Regions from separate parts of the Cricetulus griseus genome. Here region 2 is linked to region 1. The links are chromatin contacts, called in public Hi-C maps. All regions are on one chromosome and are shown on one strand. Each heading gives the region's core, a stretch centred on a gene start, on an enhancer-like site or on the middle of the called end of the contact. The rest is flanking DNA. Distances are from core to core; before and after follow the strand shown. Region 1 holds the start of Cwf19l2 (CWF19-like protein 2). Region 2 holds the start of Aasdhppt (L-aminoadipate-semialdehyde dehydrogenase-phosphopantetheinyl transferase).

Region 1 (3,240 bases), core at 218-2,717:
AAACTTATTAAAACTTCTTCCCCTTAAGCCCCCCACCAAATTGTTACCAAACACTGTTGTTCTTCAACTACAAATTTGCCCTTTGTGCAGTCACAGTTTGGAAAAACTTATCAGATAATTCAATATTTACTTTTTCCATTTTTTATAAATTCCATATATTTCAATATTAATGAGAATTCTGTTTACCAAACTTTTGGGGGAGACACACATTCTGAGTCTCTTATGTTAAACAGTGTTTCAATCAGTCTGTCTGGTGTTGTGTCTCACTGTCATGAAAAACCGTAATAAACCATTTTAAATGCCCAGTGAAAGACAGACAGACAGTGGAGGAATGCCCACTGTACTCAAATGTTTCCCACTTCCAATAGGCCGAAGAAATGACTCGGTCTGCAAGACAACTGGTGTCTTCAAATGTGGTACAGTACATAGAAACTGAGCAATCCACACTCAAAGCACAAGGACATTTGCTCAGTAATGTTCATGGCAGCATTACTTGTAATAGCCAGGACTTGGAGTCAACCTGGATGCCCCTCAATCGAAGAATGGACAAGGAAAATGTGGTACATTTAGACATTGGAGTACTACTCAGTGATTAAACCAAAAAAAGAAAGAAAGAAAGAAAGAAAGAAAGAAAGAAAGAAAGAAAGGACATCTTGAAATTCGAAGGCAAATGGATGGAACCAGAAAAAAAAAAAAAATCCTGAGTGAGGTAACCCAGACCCAGAAAGACAAATATGTACTCACTCATGATTGGATATTAGACTTAAAGCAAAGGACAACCAGCCTACAGGCCACAACCCCTGAGAACCTAGAGGACCCTAGGAAAAGGAACTAGACAAGATCTCCTAAGTAAATAGGAAGAGTAGGGGCAGGAGGGAGAGTGGAAGGGGAGGGGAGAGGGAAGGAGAGTGGGGGATGTATTGCTCAATGTTTTTTAAACTGGGCAAAAAAAAAGAAAAAGAAACCTAGCGATCCAGGCGGCAGAAATGTCAAGAATAGATGACTAAAAGCTAAGGAACCCAATCACATCTCTCTGCAAAGGGAATGAGCAAAGCGAGCGGGCAGAGAATTTAGGAGACACTGCTTTGGGAAAACAGCTGACAGCCTGACATGGAGAAATACCGACGTGAGGAGAGGAGTAGGTGGACTACCTCCCGGAAGTGTCAAGTCCTGCAATTCTAAGTAACTTTCCGAGATCTGTCTAAGAGAAAAAACGACAGCATTTCAGGAACGAAAGACGGATTCTCTGGGAGAGTGCTGGCCTGAAGTGCAGGAAGCGCTCAGTGTGAGCCCTGGTCTTAAAAGGAGGAAAGAAAACACTCCAAAGCGGAGATACCTGGCGTAACACTTCGGCCCTGGCAATGCGGGTCCGTTCTTTTCGCTCTTCGATACTCCTAGCACTTTCAAATCTTCCACCCAACGCCGCCATAGTTGTAGCTGTCATAAAGCGAGGAAGCCGTCCGGAAACCTCAGTTTACGACTGTCGCAAAGCAGGAACCAAATCCTGGCCTGTTACTATGCCAACGGAGCAGGCGCAGATTGAAAGGCGGCAGAGCTAAAGGTTTGGTGGAACGTTGGAAGTCCGCCCCGCGGCGGGCGTTTTAGGTGTGCGGGGTTCGCTGAGTTAATAATCAGCATGCGCAATGATGTACCTTGCACTGTGCTAGCTCCTGTCTTATCAAGACTCTTACTATCCAGATATCTGCGTTCTTGCCTGATTTCCTGTGATGGTGCACCAGGCTAAAGGGACGCTAATCAGAAAGTCAGGAGAACGTGGGGGGAAAGGGAAAAAAAAAATTGCTCTAAGATTCACTATTTTTTTTTTGTTGGTGGGTGTTTTTAAATATATTGGAAACGGAGTTGGAGAGATGGGTGAGTGGTTTGCTCTTGCAAAGGACCTAAGTTCAGATCCAAAAGCCTTGTGGAGGTTCACAACCATCTGTAGCTCTATTTCCAGGGGACCCACCGCCCTCTTCTGGCTTCCACAGGCACTTCACCTCCTTGGTGTACTTAGATAAAGGCAAACAAAACACTCACACACACATTCACACACCCTGTAGAGGTTGAGAGTGTTGCACAAGCCTGAGTGCAGGAAGAGTTCTCATCATTGGGTGTGAGATGCATTGAGTGTAAGATTCTCTCTCATGAAGAAAGCTGGGTGTTGGTGGCACAGGCCTTTAATGCCAACACGGGAGGCCGAGGCAGGCGGATCTCTGTGAGTTCAAGGCCAGCCTGGGCTATAGAGCTAGTTCCAAGACAGCCTCCAAAGCCACAGAGAAACCCTGTCTCTAACCCCCTCCCCCAAAATAAAAAAGCAGGGACCTTATGTTTACTGCATCTTGCTTAAATAAGTCTCTGTATCAAAATACTAGTTCTTATCTGTGCTACATATGATTCGTTCACAAGGATGGTAATAGGAAAATTGAGATAAGCCATTTCTCTTTCTTTTTACCTCTGGCAACTCAGCAGAATTTAAAATGCCAAACTTCAACGGTTACACCCCTATGCCCCCCACCAAGTGCTATTGTTGATTTGATTCATTACATTTAGAAGGCTGCAACCTGCACAGATGTACCCACTGAGAGTAACCAGCCAATACAGAGCTGATTGGAAGGGCTGCTGCACCTGCTCACCTAATACCAAAGGCACCCATAGGAGCACACCATGAAATATACTGCAGCTGGTCTGCTGGTTTTCAGTAACCTGGCTTCTCTGTTAGTCAGAACTGCTGTGAAAGTTCATTTTGCTGTTAAGAAGCAATACTCACGAGCCTTTGTATTGCAGAAGAAATGAAAATGTCAGGAAACTAAAAACTAGATTTTGATAATTTCCCTCCTGACCTTCCCTGTTCCATATCCCAGCATGATGACCAGGCTGATATTGTTACAACTAAGGTAGAGCTGCCTGTATCTCCATTCATCCCACAGGGTTTGCCCTGCTCCAACTGCATACAAAGAGACACATATTAGGCCTTGAGATGTCCTTATTGAGACAGGCTAGGCTCAGATATGTTGAAATCTGGCCTTCTTGTCAGTCCTAGAGACGAGCCATGCATATTAGCCACCCTGTAGCTGTGCTTTCATGGCCTCTTCTGTGTGAACTTCCCTCCCTCTCTTACTCTTCCCCTTTCTCCATCCCCTCCCTTACTTCCAGTGCTGGGCCTCAGTCACAAGGGCCCCATTCCATCTTTCATTACCACATAAGGCTTTTGTATGTCTTCATATCCCAGGTAAAACAAAT
Region 2 (3,240 bases), core at 316-2,815, 1.0 Mb before region 1:
AACAGTTCCAAGGGGCACCCAAACTGTGCCCATCCAGGTCAAAGTGAGCCCATCCGGGTTGTCAGGCAATGACTAATTTTGGTAAATAACATCTTGTCATAACTGTCCTTGTGGGCAACCATTAGTAATAATTTTGAAATTCCCTTAGAGCCTACATCAATGAATCCAAAGGTCACCTACTCTTACCCAATCCTGAACAGTCAAGGCACGTACCATGCTGCTTGCAATTTTTTTCCTTTAAAAACCCCTTACAATTGAGGCCAGACACCCTTTTCCTGCAGGTGCTGTGCCAGTTTGCTGGACAGGGTCCTTGCCGAGGCTTGTAGATTAACATTAAACCTTGTGGGTTTGCATCAGTGAGTTGGCTCCTTGGTGGTCTTTTTGTGATCTCACGAACTTGGCATAACAATTATATTTGCTGATATAGGCATTAGTACTTGCTCACTTTACTCATCCTCACACTGTTTACTGTAGCTTTTTCTGTGTGCTGTAGATACCCTGTCACATTGTGAACGTTCTTCAGATCTTAAATAGTACCTCAATCACGCTTTGAAGAGGCAAGATGTTACACCAAGATCGCAATGTCTGTGTGTAAGCACACACTCAAAAACCCCAAGCACCTGAGGAAAACTCGAGGGGGCCTGTCATGTCACAGAAATGTTAATTGTAACGCTTAAGGGTAAGACTAAAGCCAGCAGTAGTTGTGGAGATTAGATTACTGCTGGCCTTTGCAGATCCTTCCAGGCAGCCTTAGGAAGGGGACAGGCTGATTCAGCATGACACCTATATAATGCGGAATCCATATTCAACCGCAGAGACCAACTCTGCCCTGGACTCTAACTCGCCCACGACTTTGCATGTTCACAGAAAAGCCGCTAACATCCGTCTACAACAGCAACCTAGGAAACAGAAATGCACTGGTGTGCCTTTGCACACCAGTCTGAAACCTGCATGGGGCCTTGAAGGTGCGCGCGGGAGTCGTGCCTTGAACCCTTGGGGGCTCGGCTCAACGTAGAAGGGCGTGGGAGGTACGGGGAGGGTCACCTCCAGCCGCCGCAATACACAACTCCCAGGCTCCTTCCTGCGGAGCCTCCCTCTCTGGAGCATCCCTGGGCTGCAGCGAAGCTGAGGCTCGCAGACCCCCTGGCCCGGGAAGAAGGCTCCACTGCCCCCTTCCCCGCAGACCCCGCGGCTCACCCACCTGCAAGGCCCCTGCGCGAAGTCTCCGCCCAGGTTGGCCTGCAGAGCTCCGGCTGCGGTTGGCTCGTGCGACTGTCCCGTCAGCACTTCCTGCGCCGTGAGTGGCCGAACGGTGCTGAGAGGCCTTGGTCCCGCCCTTCGAGGCTGCGGAGCCTGGCTCACAAGCCGTCACGCGAAGCCGCGGAGCTCCCAGCAGCCTCTCTCCACCTCCTTCCCACCCCGCTCCCCCAGCAGCCCGGCCCTCTTCAGGATGAGCAGCACGAGGCCACGCCCCCAGGCCGACGCACACTGAGAATGGGGTGGAGCCTGGTCTGCGCACGCCTGGACGCCCAACTTCTTGGTGCTGACGCGCGAAAGGGGGTGGAGAGCAGTTGCCTTGCGCAGACTCGAGGGTGAAGGGGGCATGGCAGCGCCTGCGTCCCGCCGTCAGGCCTGCGGCGCGGCGGGCCCTGGGAGGCGCATGGTGCTCCCGGCCAAGAGGCTGTGCATCGTGCCGACCATGGAGGGCGTTCGCTGGGCCTTCTCCTGCGGCACCTGGCTGCCCAGTCGAACCGAATGGCTGCTGGCGCTGCGGTCGATCCAGCCCGAGGAGAAGGAACGCATCGGCCAGTTCGTGTTTGCCCGCGACGCCAAGGCGGCCCTGGTACTCGCGGCCTGTGGGCTTGGGGGGCGGGCAGGGCGGCGCAGCCCCGCGCTCGTGCCGTGGCCAGCAGGGCTTCACCGTGCGCGACCCTCTCCCGCCTACCTTTCCCCTGAGGCTCGGGATCTCCCAAGCAAGCCTTCCCTGTGAGGTAGCCTCTGGAGGCCCCTTCACCTGAAACTGGAGGCAGGGCCTGTGTAGTAATCGTTTGTTTAGCAATGAATATGCTTCAGAAGTGAAAAGCTTATAAATTACCAAATACACTTTGTAAGCAATGCCTTTATGCGGATGGTGGACCACAGTATATACATACTGTATGTTTTATGTGTTTTAACAGGCTGGTCGTCTGATGATAAGGAAGTTAGTTGCAGAGAAATTAAATATCCCTTGGAATAACATTCGTCTGCAAAGAACTTCAAAAGGAAAGCCGGTTCTTGCCAAAGACTCGTTGAATCCCTATCCCAATTTCAACTTCAACATCTCACATCAAGGGGACTATGCAGTTCTTGCTGCAGAACCTGAGCTGCAAGTTGGTATTGATATAATGAAGACTAGTTTTCCAGGTAATGGTTCATTATTATGACGCAGTGGTTAAGTGTGTTGTGTCTCAGATCTTAACTAATAGGTGGTTGTAAACCGGGAGACTTATAAACACAGACCCTTGCATCTAACTGAAAGAAAATGGATTTCCTTTAACATTAACCCAAATCCACAGATAAAGGAACTGTGCCATTTTAACCTCCTTCAGCTACATTTTCTCTGTAGGTATGCACATAAATTTGCCTTGGTATTTTTTCTTTTTTCTTGCTGTTGCAGAGTACTGAAGCTAATTTGTGAAGAAAAGAGTTTATTTAGGCTCATAGTTCTGTGTTCAGGGAAATACTTGGGGACTGCGATAAAAGTCAACTTATTCATGAAGGGGGTGCACCCAATGCTTTACAATACTGTGGTATTGGCAACTAAATTTCAACAAGAAATTTGAAGGTAACAGACCTTACTGAAACACAGCTCCAAAGACATAACCTGGTATTATAGAAGGCTTATTCCATAATAATGTAACAATATGTGATGTAATAATGTACTATATAATATAATAATATAGGTAATAGTGAAGAATAGTCCACATGGGCTTGTAGCTCTGGGGAATCTTCACATGAGCTTTTCTTGTAAGTAGAAGTTAGTGGAGAGGCGATTAACACTTGAAGGAAGGCAGCACAACTAGAGACAGTCTGCCTGGAAATAAACGAGCAGATTTTACAACCAGCTTTGTGCAGTATTGACTGTGGTCACTACTGAATAAGTTGTTACTAGTTGGAGTTTTTAATGGTGGGAAGATAGTTGAGCAGAAATTGAAGAATCTGTTTCTTGTTAATGCTTTAATAAGTCTTTGACCCTTAGCA

The links. Hi-C and Micro-C count contacts between places; a contact is called where the count stands out from the background.
Region 2: a Hi-C map of the CHO-K1 cell line shows a contact between it and region 1, with 6 times the contacts expected there. The contact joins the promoter of Aasdhppt here to the promoter of Cwf19l2 in region 1. A contact is called at or near these places in 3 of 8 Hi-C or Micro-C datasets (the CHK-Q cell line, the CHO-K1 cell line and fibroblasts).

Annotation. Positions count from the first base shown.
Region 1 is chr4:118,076,051-118,079,290 of CriGri-PICRH-1.0, reverse strand. It overlaps Cwf19l2 (CWF19-like protein 2), which reads right to left and starts at 1,467. Exons shown (of 18, transcript XM_027415213.1): 1 at 1,337-1,467. The coding sequence starts at 1,444.
Region 2 is chr4:119,119,424-119,122,663 of CriGri-PICRH-1.0, reverse strand. Aasdhppt (L-aminoadipate-semialdehyde dehydrogenase-phosphopantetheinyl transferase) reads left to right here and starts at 1,565. Exons shown (of 6, transcript XM_027415211.1): 1 at 1,565-1,843; 2 at 2,178-2,403. The coding sequence starts at 1,604. Kbtbd3 (kelch repeat and BTB domain-containing protein 3) reads right to left here and starts at 1,430. Exons shown (of 4, transcript XM_035443425.1): 1 at 1,202-1,430.